2 separate regions of the Gossypium arboreum genome follow, and region 2 is linked to region 1. The links are chromatin contacts, called in public Hi-C maps. All regions are on one chromosome and are shown on one strand. The core of a region is the stretch at or near the end of the contact, and the rest is flanking DNA. Distances in the headings are between cores, read along the strand shown.

Region 1 (6,987 bases), core at 4,157-6,656:
GGTCCAGCATGTACCTCTACAATGAAATAATCTCCATACGGCACATTGTTGATCTCTTGCGATATTTCTATAACCAGATGACTGTCCAAATTGAAAGTGACATTGTCATGAGATACCCAAGAATAAGAAGAAAAGATTAGGAATGATCAGAAGGAGATTTAAAATAAAGTGCAGGGCAACCAACCAAAGGAACAATCAAGTACTTAATGGCATGTTACAGTAGAAAATAGTCAGATAAATTAAGCGGGACAACCCAATCAAAGGAACGATCAACTGCTTAATCGCATGTCCGTTGGGGTAAAAAATAGTTTGATAAATTTTTGCTATTATCGTAGAAACCAAATCCACCTCTATTTATTAGTTCAATGCACCAACTACTACAATAATATTTCTCATTAACTAAAACTATAAAGCTATCGGTGGCTCCAGTTGTAGACTATACCTCCATCTAGACCTAATCATGTTATGTGTCATGTATAGTAGAACTATGATGGATACAATAATGCAACAAGCACAGCAGACAATGGTAATTTCACATGTGAATGATTTTAGCGATGAAAACGCTAGAGAAAATCAGTCATTTCAATGATGCATCCCTTCAAAATGAGAAATAATAAATTAAGTGTCTTCATCTGTATGATAGCATTTAAGGCACCAGAAGGAAATAAATAAAAACCTGTTTCTGTAAATCCGGAATATCTGGGTCTCCTGGCAGCTACCAAAATTTGCACCTAAATAAATGCTAAAATCAGCAGGAATAATAATGCATGGAAAAAGGTTCATATATGATAATAAACTCATACCAGAATATAATTTTATTGGATGTTGAAATGACACATCACGGACATGTCCAAATTTATCATGAGGGCACCATGAAGAGCAGCTGAATTCTGTAAAACATAACCATTTACTAAAACATAAAGATATACATACAAAAAGTGGTCAATTTTAGGATATGGTATAATCAAAAATCAAAATATTAACCACAAACATAACTAAAAAAATGCAGAATTGAAATTCTATGACTCCTCGAAAGTTCAGAGCACACTACCTTTATCTCCACATCTTCTATGAAAAGATTCAATGAAATTAACAGCTTTATCTGAAAAATACAAATTGAAGAACTCCTCTACCTTCATCTGCAGCCCGAGGAAAAATGATTCACTTCAGAACAAATTAAGAGTATGAATTTTATAGATGTTTGTAATACAGTAGAACTAAGGAAAATGAATTCGCATTTAATAACTGAAACTTTGTTTCCGCAACCTTGGTACAACCTTCAGGAACTGCACACAGGAAACAGCCCATTGAGATGATCATGACAGATCCAAAAATGAAAGTGTAGTCAAAAGTTGTAACAGGGTGCAATATATCTACACTCAGTACAGAGTAAGAAAGTGGAGAATATATGGCGTCATGTCTGTCTGCTAAGAATGAGTACGACAATTTGGTTTCCTCCGACACCTGAGCATTTTCCTACAGTCAGGACCTACCAATGTATTTAAGAAAAACCTAAACTTACCTACCTTCTTTGCTGCTTCCAGCAAAACAAATGATAATAAGCTTCCATAACCTACTCACTTTATTTCAATACCTCCAGAACCAGTAAAGCTGTGACTTCTTTTGCCCCCTAATAAGTAGATGTAGAACCACCCAAGAAGACTATTAGCATTTTTAGGGTTATATCAAGTATTTAGCAAGGTTTGGAAACTTCTAAAGAGCATGTGGTAATATTGAGATTTTGAGTTATTATTGGATTAAGCAATTTCTCCCAGTTTCTTCTCTCTCAAATTCCATCATTCTTCCTCCATTACCTTTACCCTTTTGATTCTTTGTTTCTTCATATTTTCTAACCGTTCCTCACTCTTCTTTTTTATTCTATCACCTTTCCCTATTTCTCTCTCTCTTTTCCAACCGATGGCACATCATATTCCAATTTCAAGATCACCCAAATCACTATCCTACAGTCAGAAGATGAAATCAAATCAAACAGGAGTGTGGCACCCTAATAAAATTAAATATGAAATCAAGTCCCCAGACAACCAAGGAACTTGCTATGCAGAAAAGTGTGAAAAATAAATAACCAAAACCAGAAATGAATTCAAAATAAGATGACATGTAGAAGATGAGAAAGTCACAAATCAAATTAGGATTAACTGACTCTCCGGTGCATAAGAATTGTCAGGCTTCCATGAACAATCTGCAGGTGCTGAAGATCTGGTATTTGTAACTGATTCAGCAACTAGTTCTGCACCATTAGCAGAAGATGGAACGTTGGATTCACTGGAAGTTGGAACATCCTCATCCCTGTATAAAAAATGTAGTTAAAAAATTTATTCACATTTTCACAACTTAAAATACATTAAAAAAAATCTAATGAACTCACAAGAAAGTTCTCCGATCCTTTCTGTTAATAAAGAATACCTGGCTGTAGATTCCATGTCATTTATTGGGTCTTTGGAGCTATTTTCCTTTACAAATGCAAAAATCCTTTCTCTTTGCTTCTGGACTCGGACATAGGTTCCTATAATAAAATCAACCAGTATAATGGAAACCAAGGAAAAAAATGGAATTTTCTCTAAGCTCTATGCCCATGAACTCATGGTTTTCACAACATTTCAACTGGGAGAAATAAATATATAGAAAAGAAAAGTGTAAAATACACATAGGTTTACAGCCACATTTGCATAAACTGTCATAGATCGAATATAACATTACAATACATCCTTTCAGCCGCTGAGTGTCTTAATTTTATTGAATCCCCAAATTTCTTATGTAAAAGATGAAGTAAAAGTAAGATTACAGAACCAGCATATGATAAAAATACCTCCAGATGAAGCACAAGTAGCTGCAAATCATTTGTTTAGATTAAGTGTCCATGTGTTGTATGTATCAAGATAGGGCATCATTTGTTTATATTTAAGTGTCCATTTGTTGTACGTATGAAGATAGGGTATCAGAACCAGCATATCGTAAGATGTACAATGATCCACTTAAATGCTACTCATAAGCTGTGAATCTGTTTTCTCCAGATAGATAAGCCATGAATTATTAAGATACCTGCTGTTCTTTAATTTCTTTGGCTCCTGTACTATGCTGCTTCCGTCCATCATTAATGAGCTTGAAAGCTTCATCACGAGATAGGAATGATGCAAAGAAGAACTATCAAGTCAACAAGTGGAGTCAGAAGAACAAGTGCATGCAACTTAAACAAGCAGAATAAGCCATTCATGCAAAGTACTTACCTTCTTTCCTCCAGCAAAAATTTCTATTGCATTAGGAAAGATTCCAACAGTCTTTGCTCTTTTGACGCTAGTAATTCATTGGAGGCGATTATTCTCTACAGAAGAAACCCATAAAATATTTGAAGATCATATCATTATTAGAAGAAATGTCAAATAGCTTCCAAGAAAATAGGATACAGAAAAACAAACTAAGAATGAACTGATGTTGAGGAATGCCTTTGTTTCAAATGCAAATATATTGGAATAAAAGCATAAATAACGAACAAAGAGGTACATGTGACCCTGCAAAGAATCATATAATTGCATAATTAGAGATAGGAATATAATTCGACCTAAAACCACCAAATATTCAAAGTAAATAAAATATAACCCCACCCCTTTCTCGTGAAAAAAGAAACTCACAGAAAGACAAAAGGAAGGTAAGGTAGACTGGCAAAAAAAATTGCTATCAACATGGTAAATAAGTCATCTAAGTTGGATTACCTGAAGAAGAATACTCTCCTGGAATGCACAGTTGAAATCTTGAACAAGGAACTGCAGCACATGGCAAAACTAAATGTTTAAAATACAAGGCCATTAGAACTTGGAAGTCTAAAATGTAAGATGGTGAGAAAATTTTCAAATATGCTTTTTGCAGTCTGTGGCCCAAATGTAAAATAAAAGATTAGATACTGCAATGATGCTACATAAATGTTTAGATGTCTGGCATTGCTTAAATGCAATCTGCCATTATCTCTTTCACATCAATAAAGAAATTCATGTACAGGACAAAGAATGTCAAACAAAAAGGAGACAATCTGAGTAGACGCCCTGTTGATAAATAATAATGAATAGACTAAAGATGAAAAACACTCCTTTTAAACTTCAAAGGGAAAGTGTTTTAAAAGTTCAAAGATGAGATATTATTTAGAATAAAAATAGAAGAAAAAGCACAAACAAGCCTTTTCAAATCTCTCACCAAAAACAAACAAATGTTTGCTGTGTGTTCCACATGAATGTTTAAGACCCCAAAACTTCTTAAATACAAACTGGCTGTATCTCTCGCGCATCAATCATGAGAAACAATTCTTGCATATACAAGCCAAAGAATGTCAAAAGGAATACAAAGGAACAAGTAGAGAGTTGCTAACAGCTAGTGATTACAACACAGCAAAGGCACTCACCTCCTCAGGAGGAAGCCTAAACAGTTGGCGATATTCTTCACTCCTCAATGCTGCTGGAGACTGAAATTTAAAAGCATCACAGTTAGTCATAAATGCTAGAAGTTTTAAATTCAACAAAAGCAAAATACACATATAACCTTTTCTTCAATGCATTTTTGGTTTGCTCATTTTTGAAACGGAACAGAATATTAAGTCGTCATACCTACTTATTATAATCAGTCCATGTTTTATTCCCTATGCATTAACTAGAACTTCTTATAGACCATCCTCTTTTCAATCTCTTGTTAGATCAAAATATTTATAAATAATATTTCTCATTTCTAGAACACCAATCAAACAAAATTCCACGTTTATTTTGAATTGTGCTTGTTACAAAAGCGGCTTTCTTATTTTGTTACCATCCAGATGATCTCTCCCTTATTCGTCCCTTGCTTGCATTATATATACATGAATTCGGCAACAATTTCTGGCTTTCATATAATTCCCACGGCACTAAACTTACTGCTGGTTTACAGGGTGCTATACCATGCGACAAGATTGATGGAACTTAAAATGCCGATAGCTTACAACTTTGTAGTACTAATCGAGATGGTCCTTAGCTACATAAATACCAAGTCCTTGCAAAACTTTCAGGAACTAATTTACGAACTTAACCATGAAAACAGAATAGCTTCAACCTATTCCTAATAATAGAAAGTTGAAAGTAATTATACCAATATAAGGGTAATTTGTTTCAACCATACGCATAGCAAACTTAAAATCAAAACAGAAGCCAAACCTATATTCTCGCCTTTTCCCTAGCTGTTGTAAAAGGAGCAGAGAAACGAATTAAGTTACTAGAGTGTGATAGGAAAAGGAACCTGAATGTCAACTTCTCTGTAACTAGGATTAGGCGAAGAATTGGAAGGATCATAACGATCGGGAGTGCTGGTGGTAGACGAACCATTCGGCGAAGTTGAAGAATCGGAAACGACATTGGAAGCTCGTTGAGAAAGAGAAGGATCCAAGGGCGGCCTCGGCAGGTCTATCCTCTCTGCGGCGGCGGACGCCACTTCCATATCAAACGGAAAGAACCAAAGAGTAACGGCGGAGATCTAAGTTTTCGTGCTTTTTTTTTTTTGGGGGGTGGAAGCGTAGTTGGTGGAAAGTAGAAGCAAACAACAGCGCAGTTTTGCAGTCAATTTCAGTGCGGCGCCAAGCCTTCAAGGAGAGACGTTGACAATATTTACGCGCGAGCCGTCGATTCCCTGGGTGGTCCCTTTCCACGTGCAGAAGTCAAAACAGTCCGTCGAGCTTTTTCTTTTATCATTTTTCTCCCTCTATTCAGGGCGGAGCTAACAGAATTCCACTTGTTGCGATTTCAGTTGGTGCTTTGTAACCAATTCTCTTAATTTAAAATTTCCTTTTTAAGAAGTTTTTATGATTATATAATTAACCGAAAAATCAGTAAACTTTAATTTAATATATAATTTAAGCATTTTGATTTCTTGTACTCTTAAAATTTTAATTATATTCAAATATATACATAAAATTTTATTTTAATTTAATTATACATATTTAAATAAATAAATAAATACATTAAAATATTATTATATTAAATAAATATAATTATTTGTATATGCAATATATAAACATGAAATGATAATATATTAATAGTTGTATTAATAATACGTAAAAATTAGATCAATTAAAATTATATATATAAAATTACATAAAATTAAAATTTATTATATAAAATTATACATTAAATGAAAATTCATTCATATATAATTTGAAGATTTATAATTATAATAACAAATAAAAACATGTTAGGATGGATTGAAAATTAAATTTAGAGTTTATTGAATAGAAAAATATTAAAATTTAAACACATAATAATTTAAGTTTAACTCGCACGTTAAAATCTCAAACACAACAAAAGTCTCACTGGGATTTAAAATTTCATATTAATATATGATTTATTTTAAAAATTACTTCACTCTAAATTGTGAGACATTAATTATATATATACAAGTACTAAAATTTGTTACATCTAAAAACAATAAAGGGTAAATTATACTCAAAGTCACTAAATTATTAATAAGTTTACGTTTTCATAATTTAACTTCAAAAAGTTACAAAATAGTTACTGAACTATTCAAAAGTTTTCATTTGAGTCACAAGATTGTTAAAATCTCTATTGTATGGTCTTCTCAATTTGCATCATTTTCACCAATCGAAAGTTCTTATTTCCCTTCTCTTCTATGGTCATTTTTTTCATGAAACAACTTTAAATGTTATGAATTTTGCAAACCGAAAGCCAAACAACTTTCTTCTCCGATCTCTAACACTGGCCATTAGATTGACTTGGATCTAAAGTATGTTTTTCTATTCATAGATGAGTATCAATACATTCTACCGATCATCGAATTGTCACTTAGAGCTCACTAACTGAACTTAATACTTAATAGTTCAGTGACTTAAATGAAAACTTTCAAATAGTTCAGTGACTTAAATGAAAACTTTTGAATAGTTTAGTGATCATTTTGTAATATTTTGAAGTTAAGTGACCAAAACATAAACTTGCTAATAGCTTAGTA
Region 2 (6,199 bases), core at 3,089-5,588, 170 kb before region 1:
ACTTCTCGATCTATAGTAGGTGGAGTGTGGCCTTTCTATCAGCCATGTGTCCCTATTAATTGGTAAAGTATAACAATTATTAATAAATTAAGTGATGTTAATTCTATTAAATAATTTTAAGATAAAAACAAATTTATTATAACGAATTAAATTTTGTGATTTTACATTTAAATCTCGCATTGAACCAATTTAATGAAATTAGCATAAGATAATTTATTAATAACAAGGGCTCTATAATGGCATGGCTACACTGGCGTCAAGTCAACTTCTAGGGCTTCATATCTTTGAAGATCCATCTGTAGAAGTTCTCCAGCTACTCCATGATGATAGGCAAGACGTGGATTTGCAAAGATTTGTTTTGATGTACACTGTGTAAGCCTCTATTGCAGCAATACATATAACTTATATGATTTTTTTTTTATATAATGATTACTTCTAACTTTAACTTCTCAATCAACCTCTTAACGTTGTTGAAAGGCCACGGCTTGCTTTTCCTCACGATTGGGGTTTCCAAGCTGCCTTCTATGGAGAATTAAGCCTTTTTCTTTTTATAATGCTCTTTGCTTTTGATGGGTTCTGCTTTTCCCCTCTGTATCCCATTTCTTTGATGATAATGATGACGATTAGTTGGTTGGACATAGATGTTAAAGTGCTGCACCCTGCCTGGCTTCTAGTCTAGCCAAGGGCAAAGAATTGGTTCAACCCACATTGCCATCCATGGCCTACCTCAAAAGCAAGCAAATTATAATGCCCACAACTACCTAAGATTCCTTCCAAATTTTGTTGATCTATCAACCCATTTTCAATTACAACCTTTTGACAATATATTTATTTAATTATGTAATTTAGAAAACACAGTGACATACAGGCTTGAGAAAGAACACTAGTATTATTTAATCAACAAACAAACAATAATACATTGTACAAGCCTTCACGTTAACCAAGTGTGTAGAAATGAATTATATCCTCTACTTCTGAGGTTTTGTTCATATGAAATAAGTTTGGAACACTGATGAGGTTAAGAAAACACTTAAATCTTACACACCGTGCTGCAACTGGCAGCAGCGCACTGCAGAAGAAATAGAGAGAGCTTCCTGCTAATTCATCATTCCATTTTTTAGGAAGAGCAGCAGCCACCCTTTTGGGCAACAGGCTGTCCTCGGATTTGTACCGTTGGAGGCTTTGCATTGTTCATGGCTGGTTGGCTTGCCATTCTGCATTTAGAGACAATTTTAAAGAGCAATTAAAAAGAGCTAAAAGTAACCAACGATCAGTAGGAACCAAGACTTTGCGGTTAAATTTCAGAGAACCGAGTTCATAGATCTATACTTTCTTGTATAAGAGTGAACAATAAAACAAAACAGCCTAGAAATGCCATTCAACTGCACATGGCTCTACAGACCACAATGAATTTTTACTCTAATTGTATTATTATTCAAATAACTGATATTACTAGACTTTGAAATTGACCGAGATGGGTTAGTTTTAAGTCAACTCAACTTGGATTTTAAAATTTTCAGTATCATTTCATGTTCAGGTCAGTTTTTGAGTTCAGGTTATTTCGGTTTCAGGTCATTTTAGTTCTAAGTCATTTCGAGTTTTGCCATTCGAGTTCAAATAGTTTTGGGTTATTTATTTAGGTTATTCAAGTTTGGATCATTTTGGATTTGACTTATTTCGGGCTCAAGTTAAATGGGTTCAAGTTGTTGACTTTTTATTATCAACTTAGGTTGGATCAAGTTTAAATTTGAGTTAATTATTCCGAGTTTTCAAGTTCATTCAAAATTGACAGGTGCAGATATTACTAAAACTATTTAGGAAAAAGAATACAGCTACCTGTCCTTGATGGAAGCTGCCATGGCCATGAAAGCCTGTTCCACATTAGTTGAATCTTTTGCACTAGTTTCCATAAAAGGTATGCCAACTTCATCTGCAAGTGCCTGAAAAAAGAAAAGTAGCAATATGGAGAAAGGGATGGAGCAATGGATATGCAGTATAACACCAAAAATTACAATTTGGTAATCAGGCAGCTCTTCTTAAAAATAGCAAGTACCTTGCCTGTTTCGTATGACACAACTTTATTCGCTGTAAGATCACACTTGTTTCCAACCAGTATTTTGTTAACATTATCACTAGCATAGCGATCAATTTCACTCAGCCATTGCCTAACGTTATTGAAGCTTTCTTGGTCTGTCACATCATAAACAATCTAATACAGGAGCAAACAGCAAAAGGGAAATGAAAAGAAGGAATAAGAAAAAGTTTAAGAGAAGCATACATAAGAATTGGAAAAACCAAAAAAGGAACCGCAATGAGAAAAGCTAGAAAGGAAAAGAACACTCACTATTATGCCATGGGCCCCACGATAGTAGCTGCTAGTGATTGTCCTAAATCTTTCTTGTCCAGCAGTGTCCCACTGTACATTGAATCAAAAGCAAATTAACTAGTTAATCATCAAGAAGCTTTAATGCCAAGTATGCCAAGTGTCAAAGGATTATGAGCAATTTTCTGGGACTAAATTAATAAAATGGGAATATACAAATGGAAAAAAAAAAAAAAAAACAGCCAATGAAGAGGAGCAGATGAGGAGACAACTCATTCTACAAGGAATATTACCTTGATGACCTAGGATAGAAAATATTCAAAGAAATGAAATTAAATAAAAAACATGAAAAAACATACAATTTGAAGTTTAATGGTCTTCCCATCCTGCTCCACAGTGCGTATTTTCTACCAAAAAAAGAAAGCAAGAAGACAAGAAATTAGAATAATTGCCATAAATTTTGGCACTTAAAAGTCAAACTAACACTAAGGACTGTGTACTCACAAAATCAACCCCAATGGTGCTTATGTAACTTTCTACATATGAATCATCCTGCATTAAATAAATTACATAATGATCAGTTTCAAGATTTAGTCCCGCATAACCATCTGAAAATATCTGGAGACTTGATATTTCCAATATAAAAAATATATATAATTCAGCTACCAAAATTGTCCTCCATCGAAGTACAAATTTTATTCTCACTATGCATTATATAAGCAATGGAACATTTAAATCAATTATTACTCATTAGTACAATCCATAACATCAAAAGCGAATATAAATATAAAGGTGCTCATACAAATATCTTGAATGTGCAACAGAACTCTAAAAAGTAAAGAGATTTAATCTCAAATGCCAATTTAAGTCAAGAAACTTACAGCAAATCTCAAAAGAAGGCAAGATTTTCCAACACCTGAATCTCCAATAAGAAGTAGCTTGAAAAGATAGTCACTGCAAAAGTGTGCAACCACAGATAATATTAACATACTTCTCAATGATGTAAGAACATGATATCTCTAATTATACCACGCACAACAAAAAGTTGATTTCCATAAACGATGCAAAACAGACAACACAAAGAGACTATTTCAGAAACCAAAACTAAAGTTGATATTGTCAGCAATAAAAACTCAGAACACCAAATTATTTACCAAAGGTCAACCCTAACAATTCCGCGTCATTGACAGTTGAATTCTTAATTTTGTTGGTGCCTCAATATAAAATTCATTTCAATTCCATTCAAGTTAGAGCAGGTGAGCATATGTTTGCTACATCACCCTTGAAAAGTTCAATCAATGGACGCTTTTTCGAGTTAGATTTGCTTCTTCATCACAAATAATCGATTTGGCAAAGACATCGGAACTTACAGTATATCTTAATACTATTTAGAATCCAGTTCAAACCAAAATCCATTTAATTTTTTCTTATACCATATAGATACTACAAAGGAAGGGCGTGAATAATTGAAGAACGCATCAAAGCTCGCATCTTTTCCTCTTTTTTTTCACTAAATCCCAGAGAGAAACCCCAGTTGGAAATAAGACAACTTTAGAAACAAATACAGACGAGAAAAGAAAATCCCAATTCCATCAACAGATCTAAGAGCAAAACCTAGCGACTTTCAACACCGAGAATTATAGTTTCTTACAAAAATTTCGAGCGTCATCGCACCACCAAGAAGAAAAATAACGTCACGAAATAATAAAACAGCGCAAAAAAAAAAGTTAAAAATACTACTAAAATAAAAATAAAGAGAGAACTTACTATTCGGGATTCATGGTAGGCTGAAGAAAATAGAAAGATCGAAGGGTGAGATCGTCGAACTCGAAATGAAATTTCCGGCTATAGATCACAAAGATCTGACGCCGTTTCGCCGGAAAAATTCGGCTGAAGTAAGGACAAGAAGAAGAAGAAAGATAAAAGGGGGCAAAAGCAGAGATGAGAAGACACGCAAACGCAAGCGGGTGGAAGCCTGAAGCCTGAAGCCTGAAGCAGGGAGAGTATATTTAAAATTGAAGTAAACGGCAATTCTTCGTTTGGTTCTAAGGAACTCTTTGGATCTGGGTCTGGAGTCGATTGAACTGGGCCATTGACGTTTACTCAAGAAACAAACAATAATGGATCTGATCAAGTTCCAGTGTTTGTTTTTGGGGCTGGGCTTTGTGGCTCACTTCATTACTGTTTAAGAAAAATGCAACGGTGGATTTGAATTTCTTTTTCGTTTTTAAAGGTCAAAAATTATAAATAAATAAATTTCCTTTGCAATTTATTTCTCCAAACAAAAAATCATCAAGGACTAGTTTTTTATTTTCTTTTTTCTTTAATTTTTTCTAAAATATTATTTTATTATTTTATTTTATTTATTGTCACATAACACACAAAATTAAAGAATCTAAGGAGTGATTTCACTCAGTACTCTCATAACCCAAACTTCCCAATTGCACAAAATTATTCTTTGAAAAGTCCTTGCAATTGATTGAAAACCCCAAGAATAATTCTCAGTAAAAAAAATAATTTACTGAAAATTCAATGATTTTGAGAAACATAGGTTCAGATTATGGAGTAAACTTATCGATTTAGGATTTAGTAATCTCTTGATTGTAGGCTCACTTTTATACTCTTTTTCCATTTTTAGTCTTTAAAAAATTGATTGAAAACTCAATTTAATGTCATTTTTCATCAATTTACAATGTTTAGGGTGGGTTTGGATGGGCGGTGCATTTAACTACGGTTAGTGTAAAAACATTGGTGGTGGTGATATTAGATACTATAACGATACTGTAACGTGTGACAAAAAATAAGTTAAATGCACTGCACCATACCCTACCGCCTATGTAAACCCACCCATAATTGGCACAAAATTCTTACCTTCCATTATGATGATATATGCCACCAAAAATACTAACGCATTATCAATTTCCTTATTGTTATTCTCAATTAATTGTTATTATTAATTATTTATTATAAAAACTCAATTGTAATGGTCACTGATATTGAGGGTACAAATTTGGCAAAGATTGAATCATGTTGGCCATTGGCATATGCCTCTTTAAGTGTCAATACAAGGATAATGCTAACGCTTCGTTTGGTTCAATGTAATGGCAAAACTATTACAAGATGGTTCCAATTTCTATAGTAAAACAGAGGTTTGGTTCATTGGAATGCTTAGAACACCGAATGGCGATTACAACTTCATTCCGAAAATTATTGAATAGCCATTCAGAGGAGGAGGTGCCGAATTGGCTATTCTAGCCTCTCCACCAAATGACCTTATTTTCCCTTTCGAAAACACCCTCAGATTGAAATTTCTCAATGATTTCACCTTTTTTTTTTCTTTAGCCATCAACAATCTCACGCTCAAATCAACCTGAAAGGAAGCAAATCAACCTGAAGGCCAAAGACCCACACTTCGTTTACCGCTCCTGAGCGGTTCCAACCTATCACTGGAATTGCCTGGTGCTCAGTAAGGCTCTGCTTGTTTTTATGGTAATTTTTTTTTCTTTCTATTGAATAGAGAAGTAAATCAATGGCTTATAGTCATATTCATTCAAGAAGTTATCCATTATCTACATGGTCCAAAAACAAGGTTGATAAATTGAAACTTTCAGGTCTCATTTTCCTTTTCCAGGTTGCCATATTATTTTACTGAACATTTGTAATTGAAAAAGGTTGAACTTTTTTCTAGGTTTAAACGAAGTAGCATTTTCATTAGGTCATGGGCTTTCAATTTGCAGAACTCCCTATGTTAAATGTTCACAAAAGCTGGGTGAACAATCACTGGGCATTTCCAGAGTTGTTGATAAGTGGGTGTCTTTTAAAAGATTGAATTCAATTTATCAAAATCTTGAATTAGAAGCCCAAAGTTACTAAATT

Evidence for each region. Hi-C and Micro-C count contacts between places; a contact is called where the count stands out from the background.
Region 2: a contact with region 1 is called in a Hi-C map of leaf, with 4 times the contacts expected there. The contact joins the promoter of LOC108461240 here to the enhancer-like site in region 1. A contact is called at or near these places in 3 of 5 Hi-C or Micro-C datasets (all in leaf).

What each region holds. Positions count from the first base shown.
Region 1 is chr8:132,332,765-132,339,751 of ASM2569848v2, reverse strand. It overlaps the pseudogene LOC108462091. Among protein-coding and RNA genes, the nearest start is that of LOC128296335, 18 kb to the left of the region's middle. Within about 2 kb of position 5,406, at least 2 of the 2 cell types and tissues checked have an H3K27ac peak or open chromatin away from gene starts, as enhancers often do. A contact at or near this core is called in leaf, where this site is marked.
Region 2 is chr8:132,499,131-132,505,329 of ASM2569848v2, reverse strand. LOC108461240 (ras-related protein RABD2a-like) reads right to left here and starts at 4,338. Exons shown (of 8, transcript XM_017761010.2): 1 at 4,091-4,338; 2 at 3,205-3,277; 3 at 2,828-2,875; 4 at 2,683-2,730; 5 at 2,345-2,416; 6 at 2,054-2,209; 7 at 1,837-1,940; 8 at 800-1,214. The coding sequence starts at 4,104. The coding sequence ends at 1,118. LOC108461988 reads left to right here and starts at 5,333. Exons shown (of 5, transcript XM_017761998.2): 1 at 5,333-5,812; 2 at 6,012-6,129. The coding sequence starts at 6,042.